Linked DNA regions of Bombyx mori: region 1 is linked to region 2. The links are chromatin contacts, called in public Hi-C maps. All regions are on one chromosome and are shown on one strand. The core of a region is the stretch at or near the end of the contact, and the rest is flanking DNA. Distances in the headings are between cores, read along the strand shown. Region 1 overlaps LOC134201128 (a long non-coding RNA gene). Region 2 has its middle 59 kb from the start of Mir100.

Region 1 (6,070 bases), core at 48-2,547, 47 kb before region 2:
CTGCAGCTCTGTACTGATCCCGAGCTCCCCTCGTACACACAAAGACACATTTGACCTACATCTAGCCTCTAGTCGTACACTACACTACTATAGACACGGTCCTCTGCAACTCTGTAATGATTCCGAGCTCTCCTCATACACTAATGGACACAGCTCCGACCTACATGTAGCCTAGTTCTATATTACACTACTATTGCTTAGATAGGTGGACGAGCTCACAGCTGACTTGGTGTTAAGTGGTTACTGGAGCCCATAGAAATCTATTAAGAAAATTTGCCACTCAGCTTGAGATACAAGTTCTAAGGTCTCAGTATAGTTACAACGGCAACCCCACCCTTCAAAACGAAACGCATTACTGCTTCGCGGCAGAAATAGGCGGGGTGGTGGTACCTACCCGTGTGGACTCACAAGAGGTCCTACCACCAGTGCGTGTTACCAATGATGATTTACGGTTCCGAGACGTGGTGTTTCACAAGGGATCTTTTTAGGAAGCTTAGTATCACGCAGCGAGCTATGGAGTGGGCTATACTTGGTATTTCTCTACGAGACCGAATCAGAAATGAGGAGATCCGTAAAAGAATCAAAGTTGCTGACATAGCCCGTAGGATTAGCAAGCTGAAGTGGCAGTGGGCAGGCCACGTAGCGCGAAGATCGGACGGCCGATGGTGCAGAAAGATCTTCGAGTGGAGACCACGTACTGGCAAGTGCAGTGTGGAACGGCCACCTACCAGACGGACGGATGACCTAGTGAGAATCGCTGGGTCACGTTGTAGGCAGGTGGCAACGGACCGGCCGCACTGGAGATCAATTGGAGAGACCTATGTTCAGCAGAGGACAGAGGACAGGCTGAGATCATAATGATGATGGTAGACACGGTCCTCTGCAGCTCTGTACTGATCCCGAGCTCTTCTCGTACACACAAAGACACAGATACGTCCTATACCTAATTGGGAGTCCTACGCTAAAACACTATGATCTTTGTGTCACATACTATTTTCCACGTGTTTTCGGGTACGTAATCCGACCTATATACAAATATATATAATACACCACATAATTAGTTGTTCTTCTTGAAATTTCAATTAAAACACTGAAAACCGTATCTTTTTTCGCGCTCATTTCTTGTCGCCATGTGTGATAAACTGTTGATATGCTATCTCGCAAAATGTATAATTTTGGGGCGCCGGTACGTCTAACAACCAATTTGAAGCTAAAACAGAATTGCCATGACGTAATTTCTGAGTGGGTAACGTATTGAAAGATAATTATCGCAGTCAGTCTCTACATATTTTTAACATTATTAGGGCTATCGCGGTGTAGCGCGGTGATTGTCCTGGGTCTGTCCCGCACTCTGCGGACTGTATAGTAGCGGAGGCTCTGTGAGTTTCCGTGTCCCTGCGACTAGTCGCGCTCCACGTGACAGTGCACTAGTCTGTCCCGCACTCGTCCGGTGCACACATCATGTGTGTGTGTAGCGGAGGCTCTGTGAGACCCCGTGTCCCTGCGACTAGTCGCGCTCCACGTAACAGTGCACTAGTCTGTCCCGCACTCGGCCAGTGCACACATCATGTGTGTGTGTAGCGGAGGTTCTGTGAGTCCGTGTGTCCCTGCGACTAGTCGCGCTCCATGTGACAGCGCACTAGTCTGTCCCGCACTCGGCCGGTGCACACATCATGTCTGTGTGTGTGTGTGTCTAGCGGAGGCTCTGTGAATCCCCGTGTCCCTGCGGCTAGTCGCGCTCCACGTGACAGTGCACTAGTCTGTCCCGCACTCGGCCGGTGCACACATCATGTGTGTGTGTAGCGGAGGCTCTGTGAGTCCGCGTGTCCCTGCGACTGGTCGCGCTCCACGTGACAGTGCACTAGTCTGTCCCGCACTCGGCCGGTGCATACATCATGTGTGTGTAGCGGAGGCTCTGTGAGTCCCCGTGTCCCTGCGACTAGTCGCGCTCCACGTGACAGTGCAGAGTACTCTGTAATCCTGTACTCGTTCTATCTGTGTACGTGACTAGCCGCTCTGTCCGGTCAAACATCGCATTAAAAAATGACCTTGAAACGAAAAAAAAGTATAATAAAATTTACGAAATTGTGTCATTTGCAAGACTTATCTAGAAACATCACACATACCTACTTTAACGTACAATTTAAAATCTTTCATATTGCGTGAGCTTTTTTTTAAAAGACTTCGAAATTATAACCGAAGCTTGTGTTGTTCACGTTGTATTGTCTCTTACTCCACTATCCACTCATAGATTACCACTTTTGAAGTCGACGTGGCTTAAAATTCCAGACGTCCAGCTCTATGGTATCGAATGACGAGACGATACCGGTGTTGGAATCCCGCTAGCAAGTACCAGTTTTCTTGATGAAATACATACTCAACTAATGTTCACGAATGACTTAGGAATAAGGTTGTGGAATAAAAATACAACCGGCCACAATTATTATTTGCGTACTGTTTGGTGTTAGGGTGTTTTGTGAGTCTGCGCGGGTAGGTACCACCGCCCTACCTAATTCTGCTGTGAAGCAGTAATGCGTTTCGGTTATAAGGGTGGGTCAGCTGTTGTACTATAACAACTGAATAGAACTCGGATCTCACGGTAGGCGACGGCATTTATGTTTTAATGCTTAGATGTACGTTGTTGATTTGTGTCCAGTAACAACTTAGCACCAGGTGAAGGTGAGCTCGTCGACAAATGTAAGCAATAGAATGAAACTTACTATCAAAGAGGCTTCGTGCTCATCTACCGAGATGCAGCCAGAGGAGTGTGCTCTGAGAAATTGTTTGAGATGAGCCCATCATGTCGTTTATCCCATCGCTCCACCCGCTACCGAAGCAGAGCTTATCCATGCTACCTGGAGTCACTGCGTTCCTCCGCAGTGCGTTTCCAGAGATCTTTGTTGCCACGTACCATCCGGCTTTGGAATTAGCTCTTCTCCACGGTATTTCCCATGTCATAACATGTCCTTCTTCAAACAAGGCTTGTGGAGAGTATTAAATGGTAGCCAGTGGCTTGGCTCTGCCCCTGACATTGCTGAAGCCCATCGGTGACGGCAACCACTCATCATTAGGTGGGCCTTATACTTGTCTGCCTACAAGGGTAATAAATGCCGGTATCATCTCGAACAATTCCTCAGAGCACACATGTATAATTAGCTTTCCATCTGCATGGGCGCTTTTCGAATTTAATGTTATTGATTATTTTGAATGAAATCAACAAACGATTGTACTTTGTAAGGGCACCCCTTTGAAAAAAGTATGCTATGTACTTAATTTTCATCCCCAACCCCGCTCGTGTGGTGCGTCCAATAGCAGCGTTGCAGCCTTTGCGTTTTTATTGACAATGGGGTTGCAAGGGTGTTTTTATTTTTTTTGTTTGCCATAGCCAATTCCTTTTCGTCTATTTTCTGTCTGCCTTTAAATGGTAAAGGGATTTTGAAACAAAATTATTGCTGTTTTTTTTAATGTAAGGGTTGTTAAAATATGTGCTTACAAGAGACCTCAAAACGTGATTGTCGCTATCCACCTTCGATTCTCGAAGTCTACATTAATGGTAGGCAGCGGCTTGGCTCTGACCCTGGCATTGCTGATGTCCATGAGTGACGGTAACCTCTCACCATCAGGTGGGCCGTATGCTCGTCTGCCTACAAGGAAATAAAAAAAGTCTTGTTTGTATAGTTTTTTTCCTACCTATGGTGATAGCCTTGAGAGGCTATTTCAGGTTCTCCTTGACGTGTAGGTGAGCTCACGGAGCTCAAACCGGGAGTCTTGCTAACACTGGCCCTAGCAAGAGCTATGCATCGCAGAATCTACCACTGGATCGGAAACGAGACCCATTGAAAAAATCGGGCGAGAAACTAAGTAGTAATCACGCAAATTATTACATTTACGGATTTGATTTTTATTACACGATTTAGTTAATTGATTCATCATGAAATTCACTCGGCGAACATGACAAAACTATGTATATCGTAATAAAAAAATTTGGTTCCCGTCTGCGGGATTCGAAAATCGGCACAGTCACGTCGCTCGATACGAATGCACCGGCCGTCTAATCTTTTACGACTTCAACGTAAAATGGTGCATACCAAATTATCAATATCTATAGACGCGATTAATTCCGTCCAATAGTCAAGCCGGAGTAGCTGTCAGTCCAAAGCTGCGTTCCAAGGCGAACCCAAGAACGTGCATTTGTTTGTATGTGTGCAACAGTTTGGGCGGGTCCTATCTATGTGAATGATTCGACCGTGTCTAGGACGACACCGGTTTGTAGGGCCTGCCTTGTGGGCCAATGGTTGCGGTCCAACACGAGCGCTCGCACGCCGCATGTTTGTCCAAGTGCCGGTGTGTTTGAACAAATGCCTGCCGCGGCGAAAAACACTTGAATATTTCTCGCAGTTCACGAACGAAGGACGGAATTGTCAAATGTTACAATTTAATCTTTGGCGAAATTGCATAATTTCCTTGTTTTCGTTATTAAAGACTTCTATAATTGACTAGCAAATTTGTAAGTTAATCTGTTACTGTACTATGAGATTGCGCGTCACTTAATAGTCGAGTTAAAACTATGTGATTGTTGGGACTTCACTGAAGGCTTTACTATAGTTTTTTTGTAACAAATAATTTATGTGTTTGTGTAGCGGAGGCTCTGTGAGTCCCCGTGTCCCTGCGACTAGTCGCGCTCCATGTGACAGTGCACTAGTCTGTCCTGCACTCGGCCGGTGCACACATCATGTGTGTGTGTAGCGGAGGCTCTGTGAGTTTCCGTGTCCCTGCGACTAGTCGCGCTCCACGTGACAGTGCACTAGTCTGTCCCGCACTCGGCCGGTGCACACACATCATGTATGTGTGTAGCGGAGGCTCTGTGAGTCCCCGTATTCCTGCGACTAGTCGCGCTCCACGTGACAGTGCACTAGTCTGTCCCGCACTCGGCCGGTGCACACATCATGTGTGTGTGTAGCGGAGGCTCTGTGAGTCTCCGTGTCCCTGCGACTAGTCGCGCTCCACCTGATAGTGCACTAGCCTGTCCCGAGCTCGGCCGGTGCACACATCATGTGTGTGTGTAGCGGAGGCTCTGTGAGTCCGCTTGTCTCTGCGACTAGTCGTGCTCCACGTGACAGTGCACTACTCTGTCCCGCACTCGGCCGGTGCACACATCATGTGTGTGTGTAGCGGAGGCTCTTTGAGTCCGCGTGTCTCTGCGACTAGTCGTGCTCCACGTGACAGTGCACTAGTCTGTCCCGCACTCGGCCGGTGCACACATCATGTGTGTGTGTAGCGGAGGCTATGTGAGTCCGCGTGTCTCTGCGACTAGTCGCGCTCCACGTGACAGTGCACAAGTCTGTCCCGCACTCGGCCGGTGCACACATCATGTGTGTGTATGTAGCGGAGGCTCTGTAGTCAATCAATCAATCATATTATCATCAATTACCAACTTTCTCCAAGCTTCGAGATAATCAAACACTTATCGATATGCAAAACCGTCCTTGTGTGTGTTTATCGGTAAAGAATCGCGGCATTGAGTTCGCTGATAAACTGATAGAGAGTCGTTGACTGGGGGCCAGCATGGGAGACATTTAGCACAAAGAATTCGCTCTGCAGCAGCGGCGCGAGACCACGTACACTGTTAGATTTGAAGAATTTAAAGTCCCAATACAGCATTCACAGGTCATGGAGAGAATACACAAAGAGAATATTCCAAACCGATAATACGAACTCATCTAGCTCCAAAACTCCTGTACAAACAACCCGCTCAAAGATGAGTGCTTATTGATGATCATAGATGTCATTATAGGCTGTTACTGAGAACCTTCAAACCTCTTCCAAGATGAGGCAAGATCGCTTCAAAGCCAGATGAACTTTTATGTAATCAGAGCTACCATCGAGATTCAAGACATAGAGGCGAAGTCCTTCCGTATACTTCTAACAATGAGATTCCTGAGAGAGAGGTCTATAACAACTTCCTCGACTTCTCAAACCGGTACCACCCGCAAATGAGGTCGCAGTACGTTGGTACCATACTCGGAGAATGCTGCTGCTCATTCCCAGTGGAATCCTCACTCGTCTCTTA
Region 2 (6,088 bases), core at 1,287-3,786:
CGAGAACGCAGCAGACGCGATAAAAGCCGTGTTAACATAAACTAGTTTGTACGGTCAAGGATGGTTGCATTATTGTTGTCTTGAAAAGGCGTGAACTTCTTTTAATATTTCATTGTCAGCGTACATGTCGCGCATTGAAAAGTTTCTGTGGGACTGGTTCGTCTGGTTTGCGTTCAAAGTTTTGATAAAGTCGATTCTTTTATAGTCTCGTTAGTAGAGTGGTCGGTGACCCTGACAACCGTATCACAGGAGACAGGTTCGATCGCAGACTCAGTATTATTTTTCCAATACATTAAATATTTGGGGTTTCCTGTTATCTGGCTATCACAACAATAATTCAAGATTTGGGTCGTTTAACGTGGAACAATTATTTATGTTAAAAAAAAAAACTTACTGAAGTTATTCCAAAAATGTATAAATCCTTCTTATTATAAGAAAATCCATAAGATTCATTGTAATAATTGTTGAAGCATGTTGTTGTTGAATTGTATAATGAACCCTCAGTCGAAATTACGAATATGTCATTTAGGAACGTTTAAAAGCCAATTCTTGACTTTTCACTTATTGATATCTTTAGAGCATGGTAGGATAACTATTTCTCATCAGGTGACTCGGATGCTGGAAAATTAAGATCTAAATCGCAGGCAGACGTTTTTTTCTATACGCCACTAGCATCATCATCATCGCATTACATAACGACTGTCCTGCATATAAACTAGAACGCTGAGATGCTTATCTATTCGCAAGAAAAGCAGACAAAGTCGCGTGATCGTGAATTTGATGTTTTTATCATTTCATTTTACGATCCCTGTCCAAATACGATAGATTTGTATCGATTTATTACATTTTTGTTTAAATTATAACGACTCTAACTAACGACGACATGCTTAAAAAAAATTGTATAGGTATCTCAAAACCCGTATAGGATTTGAGGCTTTAAATTCAAAATTCATAAAACCGCAGAGAAGAAAAACGTTTAGTTTTGTAAAAAATCTTTGTAATACTCATAATGTAGCTAACTGTAGCTACTAATTTCATTGAAGGCTACTCGATCTAGTCCCACAAGGTGTGCGTGCAATGCGCCGCTTAGAGCACTAACAAAGAAAAGTCTAGAAGCAAAAAACCATGCATTTTTCAACACTCGTCCGCTTAATTGACTGATTTAAGCTCTATTTATAGATGTGTATAAATAGACTCGCTGTTGCTAAGTCGGTGATTGCTCGTGACGCCGGAGACGCGTCGTTAAGTACGACACACGCTTGCGATTCAACGGTTAAATATGTCTTTGGTGTGTGACGTAGCTTTGTCAAAGGATTTTATGCTGATCAAGGTTTTAGTCGTTTGAATTTTGCTTTGTAGCATAAATAGGTTTTCTGATGTTTTACGATTCAATTTTGAGAAAAGCTTATAATAAAATAACGTTCGTGTTTTAACTCTTCTTAAAGTTTCAAATGTATAAACTTTATCATTTTTTCAATATATATTCTTTCGATGGTAAACAATGACTCAAATTCTCGACGAGCGAACCAACCCATAAACACAGCCCATTGAGTTTCTCGCTGGATTTTCTCAGTGAGTCGCGATTCCGATCCGGTGGTAGACCTTGTGAAGCACTGCTCTTGCTAGGGCTAGTATTAGTAAATTCTCTTAGGCTGAGCCCGTGAGATCACCTAGCCGCGCGTAGCTGGAATAGCCCCTTAGGCTACCAGCGCATAGGTAGGGGAAAAAAACTCAAATTCTACATCTAAAAGTAAAATGGCAGTGTCAAATTATAACGTCTTCGATTGAATGCTATTAATCCGATGCGATATGTATATGTGTAATGTGGCCGTTTTACTACATGCAAAGTCGTGATAATTTTTTTAATGCATACGTCCATTAGCATTTCAGAACCAAGGCATCTAAAGATCGAGTCAACGAGACAAGCGTTTTTGCAACAAATACATGTATATTTTAAACGGTGTTTGAGCTTGAATCGAAACAGTCGCAATTCCCAGTCACAGATGTGCACGTCGCTATTCCGACCGCTACATGTAACACGCGTCCATGACTCCGATCACGAGATTATCTCAAATTACTGCTGAAAGCGTTCTTACTCCTCGTTTTCTATTTTTAAAACGCGGTTTTTCTATCAATTAGCGTTCCGTAAACAATAGATCAGCGATTCATCTCGTTTTGTTTATAAAAGCGACGACGTAGAATAACGCTGTAAGTTTTGCAGTTTTTATTTTTTTAATTCCATTGAAAATTGGTAGCGTACATTGTAGGGCCTATGGTGATGATCTACATTTTATAATGTTATATAATTATTATATATCGTTCTTGTGAAATTGACTGACCTAAAATTATAATAGTCGCATTAGTGGTAACATCGTGATTTATGACTTAATACATAAATATAAATTGGTACTTAAATAATTATTATCAAATCCAAAAAATCATCAAGTATCAAGACGGCTTGCGTCGTCGTGCGCCGATCGAAATTAACGTTTTCAACAAAAAGTGGATCGCGGTGCTCTCGCTCGCGCGCGTATCTAACGCTGCAAGCGCGAGCGAAACGCGAGACCGTCGCCCGCGCCCACGTAAGGAGGCCGGTACATTGAACCCGTGCTCTCGCGACGAAGATATGCCTGTCTTTTTCGCTTTTTCGCCCAAACGGCTTGACACGCTGTACCGCTCGGGGCCCGACCGCCGTGAGTTGACCCATAATACGAAATCCGTTTTTGGAGCCGTGCGCGATCGAACCATGTCCGCGGCGACCAGAGTGTACCAGTCAGTGCCCGTTCGGATTGATGTTTTCGAATTTGGAACGTCCACGGGGTGCGTGTTGTAGGCCTAAATGGAAAATTACGTGAAATTCGTTTCGTCTTAGGAGCGATGTGAGTTTTTGAATTTCGAATTCTTTGTGTGAATTTTAGTGACGTTCTCTTTTTAAGCGTCATGTAGTTTTCGTTTAATTAATTTCGTATATAAAAGCGTTGTGGTTTTCAGGTAGCTTTCTCTCTCTCTCTCTCTCTCTCTAGCTTAATAGAGGATAGTGTAAAATCAAATTGAAACATAACCCACTGCCACTCGTAAAATAGTTTTGTGTAATTCAGTCAATCGAAATGTCTTCAGGAATTCAAGAGAGGAATAGGTTATGAGAAAGCACATTGTACTCATTGCTTGCGATGCCGGATCTCTGTACGTATACTTTCCATTTTTATTCGTTGAGTGCTTTAATAGACACACAAAATGGCACATGCAAATATTTGTACTAAAACAAGAAAATTAAATTTTGCCTTCAGGCCTAATAATATAACCGAGTTCTGGACCATTTAGTGTTAGGGGATGAGAGTTTTAAATGTTATATCCACGTGTTCCACTTTGAGGCATACGTTTGAGGTCTTTAGAGTTCGAAGAAACGAGTGCTAAAAGTGGTTTCTAGTATCGAGATGATTTGTGATTTAAAGAGACAGGATTGTAATACCAAGCCGTATGGGCATCATAAATTCTACCATCAGCAAACATCGTTACATGCACTGCACCTAATATTTCATATTCTCAAGCTGAAAAAAAAAAGAAAAGCATTTATAATATTACGTCCATGCCATGTGAGTTTAAATGAAAAACGTAATTAAATTAGAAATATAACATACAACGTGTCATATTATATAATTTGCACGGTAAAACGCTTTGAACATTAACAGTAACAATAGACAGCCGTTCAGTTGGTGTCCATGAGTGATAGTGACCACTCAAGGTGCCGCGGTCGTGAGCAAAGAAAAAGCTGAAAATTGCGCCAGAGAAATTTCTAAACAATATCATAAAACTCTTTCCCGCTGTCAAACGCGCTCCTAAAAGAATCCTAAGCAGTGCCCACTAACGATCAGACGGCGCGTTCACTCGTCAGTCCATTAAACTTACTTGGTCTGGTCTCACGACGCCATATACACGTGTTAGAAATACCATTGAAACAATAATAAATGGTAGAGAACTATTCGGGTTATCTGTATTACAGGTAAATACGGAAATCTGAAAAAAATATACTGCACCAGCACTGAGGAAATTACGAATAAAAACGTATATGATAAAAAATGAACAAAATATAATAAAATATATATATATATATATGAAAATTACCAAATCAAAGTACCCTCTAAAGCGAAGAAAACGGGAACGGGAATGGGTTTCTGACGCGCAATAGAAATAGGCATCAGCCCGTGCGGTTTTAAAATATTGCCTATCACCAATAAATGCCTTTTTTATTTTTTATTACTTAGCTGAGTGGACGAGCTCACAGCCCACCTGGTGTTAAGTGGTTACTGGAGCCCATAGACATCTAACGTAAATGCGCCATCCACCTTGACATATAAGTTCTAAGGTCTCAGTATAGTTACAACGGCTGCCCCACCCTTCAAACCGAAACGCATTACTGCTTCACGGCAGAAGTAGGCAAGGCGGCGTACCTATCCGTGCGGACTCACAAGAAGACCTACCGCCAGTAAGTTGGAGACAGTGCGCTGATATGATACTCAGAGGACGCCCCTACTCGTTCTCCGAAGAATCTTCAATTCGCCTCACGACCCCTACTGGATGCGGTGCTATCCTACGACTCCACACTGGTGCATAAATCAGCTGGAATCTCAACTGACGCCTCAAACGATAGAGCCGACCTTCTAAATCTTCAGTCCCAGATATAGCACGCGCTGTATCCATGTAGTATTTCATTTCACGTTAACCCTCAGGCTGTGGGCTTCATTATTTCTGATCTGACGCGTTATTCACAAAACGAACCGTCTAAGAATAGCCTTATGGACGGTACATTGACATGTCAGTGTGCACTAGATTTTCAACAAGCATCAGTGACGTCAGCAATGTGATCTATAAATAGATTCTCATCGTCAAAGTCCGATGGATTGAAGCCTTGATCGACGGAAGTAGCTTGATGCCTCTTGTGGGTTTGAAAGTATACGACAAAGGGGAGATCTTCCACCGAGAGCGTGATGAATGTTGTTCGGAACTTGTATATTATATGCAAATTCATCTTGAAAATGTCGTAAGCGAAATTCAGGCATCTGCAAATGCCTTGCGTTTGTATCATGGCTACTTGCCACATAGGTTTTATTTTAAGTCAACGAGGAGTTTTTTGAGGAGCTGCTAGAGATGATACCCTCTTTATTATTTAAGTTCAAATTCACGAGCTGAAGCTGAGGAGGTTCCAGAAATCATTATCACCACATACCTTCCATGTTTTCTGATCACCTGTCTGAATATAAAGTCTGATGAGTGTCCTCAGCGGCTTGTACCACTTCTGATTTCGATGTGCACCGTATCCTCTGCTTCCAAGTCGAAATAACTCCTAGTAGAACGTATTAAAGCTCAGATACTTTGATGAGTATTCATGATAGAAGAAAAGACAGAAGCGTGCCGTGGTCGTTCACGTATCTTCCGATAGACTTGACATCCTCTGGTCAGCAATGGGGATCTATAAATTTATAAGAGACTTCAAAGTGCCAATCATTTCATTATCACATCTATGGACTCCAATCCGCTTAATACCAGTTGACTGGTTTAGCGATTCTGGCATCAACTCAAGTTGTCTAAAAACCGGTGCTGTCCTATGGCAGCATCAGGCTTTTTGATGTTCCCGGAACAGGTTCTTCCAACGCCGGAATAAGTTTGAATAACCTTATTGCCGTTCACGTGGGGGCGACCTGGACCAACCGACTGATGACCGGTTCCCAGCTTACAATTAACTTGTGACAGCTGCAATACCATGACAACAACGAATCGAACGAAAAATGTGATATTTTATGCCGCTGACCCTGGTCAGAGAGGGTATTAAAACATAGTATTACCATCGGTCTTTGATAGGTGCGAATTATCAAGTCGATTGGAAGTCGTAACGTCAATGAACGTTACGTTAAAAGATTCTTGCACATAGATATATAGATACAGGTCGAGTTAGTAGAGACAGGTTAACAAATCTCCGTTCATTTGGGACGGGCCTTTCGATAGCATTGTATTCGTGAAGCGATCATTACTTTTCTATGCTACTTTAATATCGAAAGCGTCAAATTGCTTAATGCTCACGTCTTTTCGGATC

Evidence for each region. A called contact is a pair of places that touch in the nucleus more often than the background predicts.
Region 1: a Hi-C map of midgut shows a contact between it and region 2, with 2.0 times the contacts expected there. The contact joins two enhancer-like sites. A contact is called at or near these places in 5 of 7 Hi-C or Micro-C datasets (middle silk gland, midgut, posterior silk gland and 2 more).

The regions. Positions count from the first base shown.
Region 1 is chr23:16,654,823-16,660,892 of ASM3026992v2, reverse strand. All of the region lies in intron 1 of LOC134201128 (a long non-coding RNA gene), which reads left to right. Among protein-coding and RNA genes, the nearest start is that of LOC134201128, 14 kb to the left of the region's middle. Within about 2 kb of position 1,297, at least 4 of the 8 cell types and tissues checked have open chromatin away from gene starts, as enhancers often do.
Region 2 is chr23:16,609,144-16,615,231 of ASM3026992v2, reverse strand. No RefSeq gene overlaps it. Among protein-coding and RNA genes, the nearest start is that of Mir100, 59 kb to the right of the region's middle. Within about 2 kb of position 2,536, at least 8 of the 8 cell types and tissues checked have open chromatin away from gene starts, as enhancers often do.